Linked DNA regions of Ovis aries: region 2 is linked to region 1. A link is a contact called in public Hi-C data. All regions are on one chromosome and are shown on one strand. Each heading gives the region's core, a stretch centred on a gene start, on an enhancer-like site or on the middle of the called end of the contact. The rest is flanking DNA. Distances are from core to core; before and after follow the strand shown.

Evidence for each region. A called contact is a pair of places that touch in the nucleus more often than the background predicts.
Region 2: a Hi-C map of tail adipose tissue shows a contact between it and region 1, with 8 times the contacts expected there. The contact joins two enhancer-like sites. A contact is called at or near these places in 15 of 16 Hi-C or Micro-C datasets (blood, hypothalamus, liver and 7 more).

What each region holds. Positions count from the first base shown.
Region 1 is chr8:75,364,268-75,367,720 of ARS-UI_Ramb_v3.0, reverse strand. No RefSeq gene overlaps it. Among named protein-coding and RNA genes, the nearest start is that of IYD, 49 kb to the right of the region's middle. Within about 2 kb of position 1,695, at least 16 of the 54 cell types and tissues checked have an H3K27ac peak or open chromatin away from gene starts, as enhancers often do.
Region 2 is chr8:75,740,701-75,743,848 of ARS-UI_Ramb_v3.0, reverse strand. The region is part of intron 11 of PLEKHG1 (pleckstrin homology and RhoGEF domain containing G1); the gene reads right to left. Among named protein-coding and RNA genes, the nearest start is that of TRNAS-GGA, 23 kb to the left of the region's middle. Within about 2 kb of position 1,393, at least 9 of the 54 cell types and tissues checked have an H3K27ac peak or open chromatin away from gene starts, as enhancers often do.

The DNA of each region.
Region 1 (3,453 bases), core at 446-2,945:
TTTCCAAGGCTAGATTTTGCTTGTGCCTGACTGGGTCTGGTATGAGTGGACTGGTTTTTGGGGAGTGGAACATGACATTTCCCACCCTGAGACAAATAGTTTTAACAATAGTTTTGTATCTTACCAAACTCTATATTGCTGGTGAGTATGTATAGTAAATGGGCTTCCCCGGTGGCTCAGATGGTAAAGAATCCTCCTGCAATGTGGGAGGCCTGGGTTCAATCCCTGGGTTGGGAAGATTCCCTGATAAGGGAATGGCTACCCACTTCCGTACTCTTGCCTGGATAATTCCCTGGACAGAGGAGCCTGGTGGGCTACAGTCCATGAGGTCGCAAAGAGTTGGACACGACTGAAGCAACTTGGCACACACACACGCTTCTGTAGTGAACATTGGACTATTTTACATCAATATCCAAGTTCTCTTCTTCCAATTCCTGAAACTGGTTCTTATTGACGGAAGGTAAATGGAAGTGTTGCACATTACCTCCAGACCGAGGCAGTTAAATGAAACAGGATTTACCCATCCTCCTCTCCTGACTGCTGATCGAATGCAAAGCCCTGATAGAGGAAACCAAGGCACCAAAAATGGCAGAGCCACTAACTGAAAAAAGCCTGGATCCCTGAATGCCTGGAGCAGGGCTCCCTGCCTTTCTCCTGAGAGACCCATGTTAAGTTGTGAAGAAAGTGAGAAATAAACCTCTGCTTTGTTAAACCACTGAAACTTTCAGGTCTTTGTTCATGTGGCCAGCACTGCTTGCTATGACTCATGCAAAGTATAAATCTTACGTAAATCTTTGCCATCCTAGAATTGAACTTAATTTTTCCAAAACTGAATCCCTGCCTACTTTCTTTTGTATTTGTGCTTTCTCATAAGATATTTCATTTTTAAACTAATAACAACAACAAAGCCCCAGACTGTTCTGGATCTTTATAACGGGTTGGTGACAGCTGTTGAAGGCCTTTGGGGGGAAAAATGTTGCCTTCTGGGTTGTAGCTTATGAGGTACAAATGTATTATATGATGTTACAACATATGACATGACACCTGGATAAAAAAAAAGGAATGTAGGGATTAAAAATAAAAGTAAATAAAGGTTATTAAAAATGATATCCTGTATACAAATTGATCCAGTATATTCAAAAATTAAAATAACTTTACTTCTTTATGAATGTCAGAGGACCACAAGGTTCTTTTTATATCCCAAGGACTGAACCAATTAAAAAAAAAAAACAACCTTTAACCATATACTTCTGGAATTAAAGGTCAGCTCTGAAAACTTCAATAACAGACTTATAAATACGAACAGTTCCTAAAATGCTGTCTGCATAATCAAGGACTATTTCTCAATGCTGCTCTATAAAAAACTAGATCACACCCTTATTTTGTGACTTAGACTGTGAATTTTTGTCTTCTCCTTGTGTTAATGGAGCACCACGAGGAAACTGAGGAAAGCACGGTCAATGTGTCCCCTTTATTCCATCCATCTTTCACCCTCTTGGATCTACTGTCCCTTCACACCAGCCACTCCAGGAGCCACCAACACCCCAGGGGGCCTCTCCTTCCATCTCTTGGCTCAGCAGCAGGGCCCCAGCCAGGAGGTGGGCCTGCCAGCCCCCAGGCTGCCCTGCTTTCCACTTCCACACAGGGAGCCTTTCTGTGGCCACGTTTGTGGCTTGATGATGTCAGACTAGCTAAATCTCATTTCTCTCTTCCGGCCTCTAAGTCTCTTAGTTCCCTTTATTGGCTCTGGACTTGGTCCACAGGATGTCCTACCAAACTTTTCCTCTGGGGGCCTGTGTCTCGCTCTAGAGGGAGTGCTGGCTGGGGCGGGGCGGGGGAGGGGGGGTTAGACTGGGAGATGGCAAATCTCAGTGACCACAGGACAGGCTCGTAACATGGCTGGTCTTGCTGGTTCAGATTCAGGCTGGGAATATTTCCTCTTCCCCCCACTTCCTCTTTTTTCAAAAGGCAAAGACAAATAAAGCTGAATAAAGAGAGCTATCATTTGCTTTGTATCTTGGGACATTTCTCTAACGTCTTTCCAAAAGCTGAGCCCCTTACATGCAAAATAAAATGAATGATACAGAGTGAAGTAAGCCAGAAAGAAAAACACCAATACAGTATACTAACACATGTATATGGAATTTAGGAAGATGGCAATGACGACCCTGTATGCAAGACAGGGAAAGAGACACAGATGTGTATAACGGACTTTTGGACTCAGAGGGAGAGGGAGAGGGTGGGATGATTTGGGAGAATGACATTCTAACATGTATACTATCATGTGAATTGAATCGCCAGTCTATGTCTGACGCAGGATGCAGCATGCTTGGGGCTGGTGCATGGGGATGACCCAGAAAGATGTTATGGGGAGGGAGGTGGGAGGGGGGTTCATGTTTGGGAATGCATGTAAGAATTAAAGATTTTAAAATTTAAAAAATAAAAAACTAAAAAAATAAAAAAAAAAAAATAAAAATAAAATGAATGGCATCTTTAAGAGGGTTGGGGAATTGATGTACTATACAAGAAAATTTCCAGAACGTTCGAGAGTATGTTTTTCCTCTCCATCAGTATGTGTAAGAAAGAAAAGAGACCCAGACCACTGATGGAAGTGGATGAAAAATAAAGGAATCTGTGGCAAAGGAATAGTCAGAATACTTGAGCTGAAAACAAAGGAGAGTGATCGTTTTTACAACCTAGCCTTAGACACTGAACAGTTGATTCGGGTGACTAACTCTAGCACATCTGTATTTACATGATCTAGAAACGTAAATTACGAACACACAGGAAAATTCGGGGGTTGCCCGGGGAGAGAGAAAAGATAGTATCTGATTACATTGGTGTCTTTGTCCTTATCTATATGAAGTCCTGATCTAGCATGCGTGCGCCACCTGGTGGAGTCACAATACCTACCTTCACTTGGAAATGGATTCAATTCAGCAAGATGCTTTCAATTTCCCATCAACGGCAATGAAAGGGGATTGAAAAAGTATTTTTGTGGCAACCACATGTAGGGTATTTCCAAATTATGTAAGCCAATGATGAGTGAAAACTTACGAACTTCACACAAATGCCTGATTTCATCATCTAAAGGCATCCATTCAATGTCAAAGTGTGTATTGTGTCTGGACACCAAAGACACCCACCAGCTCTGCAGATAGTTCCTGCCTTCCAAAGCAGTTACAGACATCTCCCTTCTGTTTTCAAGGTACTAAGAGGTAGTGATAGTAGTACTAGTGGCAGCTAATAAAGAGAGAGAAGAATCCCTAAACTCAGTAGCCATCCTTCAAATAACCAACAGCTGATGTTTGCCATAAAGCAATAACATTGACCTGCCGAATCTCTTGCTCTGAAATTGTGGGGTGGGGGGCGGTTTTTGTAAATCTAGTTACTCTAAATGTGAAGACTTCCCACACCAACTCTGACTCTCTCTTTCTTTAAACCATTTTTTAA
Region 2 (3,148 bases), core at 144-2,643, 380 kb before region 1:
TAAGAACTCAGTATTTTTTTATTGCCTTGACATTTAATATCAAAAAGTACTATTCCCACATTTTCCACTAGAGGTCAGTCAAGGACCATCACAGAATTTAAGGACCAGAAGGAGGTTTTGTTCTTTGTCGTTTGTTTAGTTGCTAAGTTGTGTTGACTCTTTAGGAGGAACCTAACTTCTTAAGGTGTTAAATAGTAGAACAATGATACATTTTTTGATATTTTTCCCATTATGTATTTCATTTAATAAGAGTAAATATCTTTTGAAAGCTTTAAGAAAATAATTGAAGAAATAGTCTTAAGGAAAGTGAAAAATTCAAATTAGTAATAATCCTGCTTAAATAAAATAGAAAATTATCACAACCTTATAGTGGATATAATATAGTAAATAAGAGTGCTTTCATTTTCCCTGGGAACAATGTAGTTAAGACGATCTTTGGGGCCAGGCAGAACTGGGTTTGAATCTGGACTCAGTCCAGATTGCATAAACTAGTCCTAATTGCATAAACTAGGGCAGTTTACTTTCCATCTCTGAGCCTCTGTTTTTATTTCTCTAGAATGGGGAGAACAAGACCTTTAGCAGAAGGCATTTTGCTAAAAGGAAGAAATAAGCATACAAAGTACTCAGCACACTGTATGGTGCTCAAGCATTTGTAGCTGAAAAAATAGATTTTACATCCTAAAAGGGTCAGGGACAAAAAAGTACAATTCTACCGTGACTCTATTAACCCTTATAAAATATAAAGGGAACACTGCTTGGAATATACACCCCCTAGTGTGGGAGAAAGAGGAAGTTCCGTAAGCTAGCTTCATTTTGTAATGGCCAATAACTGCCTTTCAGAACCCCTTTGGCAGTTTTGATTTTCCCAGGGACAGGTGAACAACAGGTGGGGCTTATGAATGGCACCTGCCATGGCTCAGAAGGGCATTCCAAGAGACGAGGCCAGCAGACAAATGATTAAGTATGAAGAAAATGCATTCACCTCTCTGCGTGAGTTACCTGACCCCTTGGAAGGCCCTGATGAGCTGAGACTCACGCCTCAGTCAAAGCCCACACCCATGCACATTCATTTCCTGGGCACAGAAGTGCTGCTGACAGCCCCTGAGGACAAGCTTCAAAGACTTTTCAAAAAGTATGCAAAGAGCAAACAGACTTTGTTTCTCAGAAATCTCAGATAGCGTCATTTCCCACCCAGTTCTACTCTCATGAGCATCGTCCCATTTACCGCTCTACTTGCCTCCTCTCTGCCCCAGCATAGACCCCTTCCCCATACATGTGGATCCTCATATCCTTTAGGACATCTAACCTTTCCCTTCACTCTAGAACAGCAAGCAACGCATAATCACAGCCGCCCCCGGAGCCTGTCATCACCCAGAAGTGCCCTCCCTTGCAGGTAGGACTCCAGAAGTCCCTCCTTCAGTGACAGATCTCTGTATTTCCATCTCTCCACCCAGACTCTTGCTGAACCAGTTCTCTGACTCATCCTTCATGCACCTGTTTTCCTGGTTGGTTTCACGCTCCACTCAGCCTGGGAATTATGCTCAATCACTGCAGGTTGGATACTGGTTAGCACTCTGCCTTCCCTGTTGACCTTTCCCCTCACGGCTCTGCTGGTCCCCAACCTTGGGCAACCCATGTGTGCCAGGGTTCTTCACACTAGTTTCAAAGTTGCTGAGTAATCACATTGGTTTGTGGTGGTCAGCCTCAGTGGGGTCCAGGATTCCTTTCACAGATGGCTGTAGTCAGCCCCACTGACTCTCTAGCCCATGGTTTTATAAAAATTATTTATTTGGTTGTACTAGGTCTTAGCTATGGCACATGGTATCTCTGATCTCCACTGCTGAATCCAAGATCTTTACTTGTGGCATGGGAACTCTTAATTGCGGCATGTGGGATCTATTTCCCTGACCAGGGATCAAACCCAGGCCCCCAGCATTGGGAGCACAGAGTCTTAGCCCCTGGACTACCAGGAAAGTCCCTAGTCTATGTTCTTTAGCACGTGCTCTGAATCTCCCTAATTGCCCTTGGACACCTAGCCCCATCTTTGCTTCCACTCACCCAGCAGATGCTATTACCAGCAACTTTAGTGAAGGCACACCCTTTAAGCTCTCTCAAGTCCACCTCAAAGTTTATCCTCTCTTTATTTTTCTTCTTCCCCTAGCTCAGGGAAGATGTTTCTGACTCTTGACAAGACTAACCCCTACACCTACTGGTAAAGTTAATATAAAAAGTGTAATTAGTATAGAGAAGGTGAATGGATTTCTTAATTTTATATACAGTTGCACCAATTTTTGGTTCCTAAGACCAAGGGAATTAGTTCTAGATTTTAAAAGCTTGAAGAAGCCATGTTTTTATATATGGAGGTGTGCATTAGCAGTTCTTGCATATTTTTTCAGTAAATAGTAAGTTTTGAGTTCCCATCATTATATTCACAATCTAATGTTTTTATTAGACTATATTTACAGTACACACCCCCACCCCAAATTTTGGATTAAGGATGCCCCTATCCTTCCGTCTCCCCAGAGTTACATTCCAAGGAGTACCCCACCTCTTATCTTTCCTGTCTCCTGTTTCCTTTCCTCATCCCCTCAGCTTACATGCTCACGACATTCTTCATGAGGGCAAAGTGTCTTTCTTTGCTCTTATCTCTCCTCAAACTACTACTGCTTGTCCTTTCTGAACTTTGCTTAAAAAAAGAAGGCCACACACAGTCTGTTCCTTATTTCTCTTCAACCCACTGCTCTTTCTCTCCCTTATCTCTTAGTTGCCAAACCTAATATCTGCTTTTGTTGGAATCTGTTGTCATCTCTTCGGCCTTTGAGACAGTTACTCCACTCTTTCCCAGGGAGGTTCTTTCCTTCTTTCCTTACCATACTTTCTCTTTCGGTTTTCTTACTGCCTCATTTGGCCACTTTTTCTTTGGTTCTTCTCCAAATCCTCCGCCCCTTGCCGAGCACTTAGATGTTGGATTCCCAAGGGTCTGTCTTCCCGTTACGCATTTGTGTGGGCCCTCCTATCAAATCTCCGGGCTCTGATGACTGCCAGGGTGGACAGGCCTGCATCTCTCCTGCAGCTGAACTGCCCCTGCACATGGGCCACCACGCCTCCCTCTCAGGCCCATCCAACCGGTTCCTCTCCCTGGAAGCCT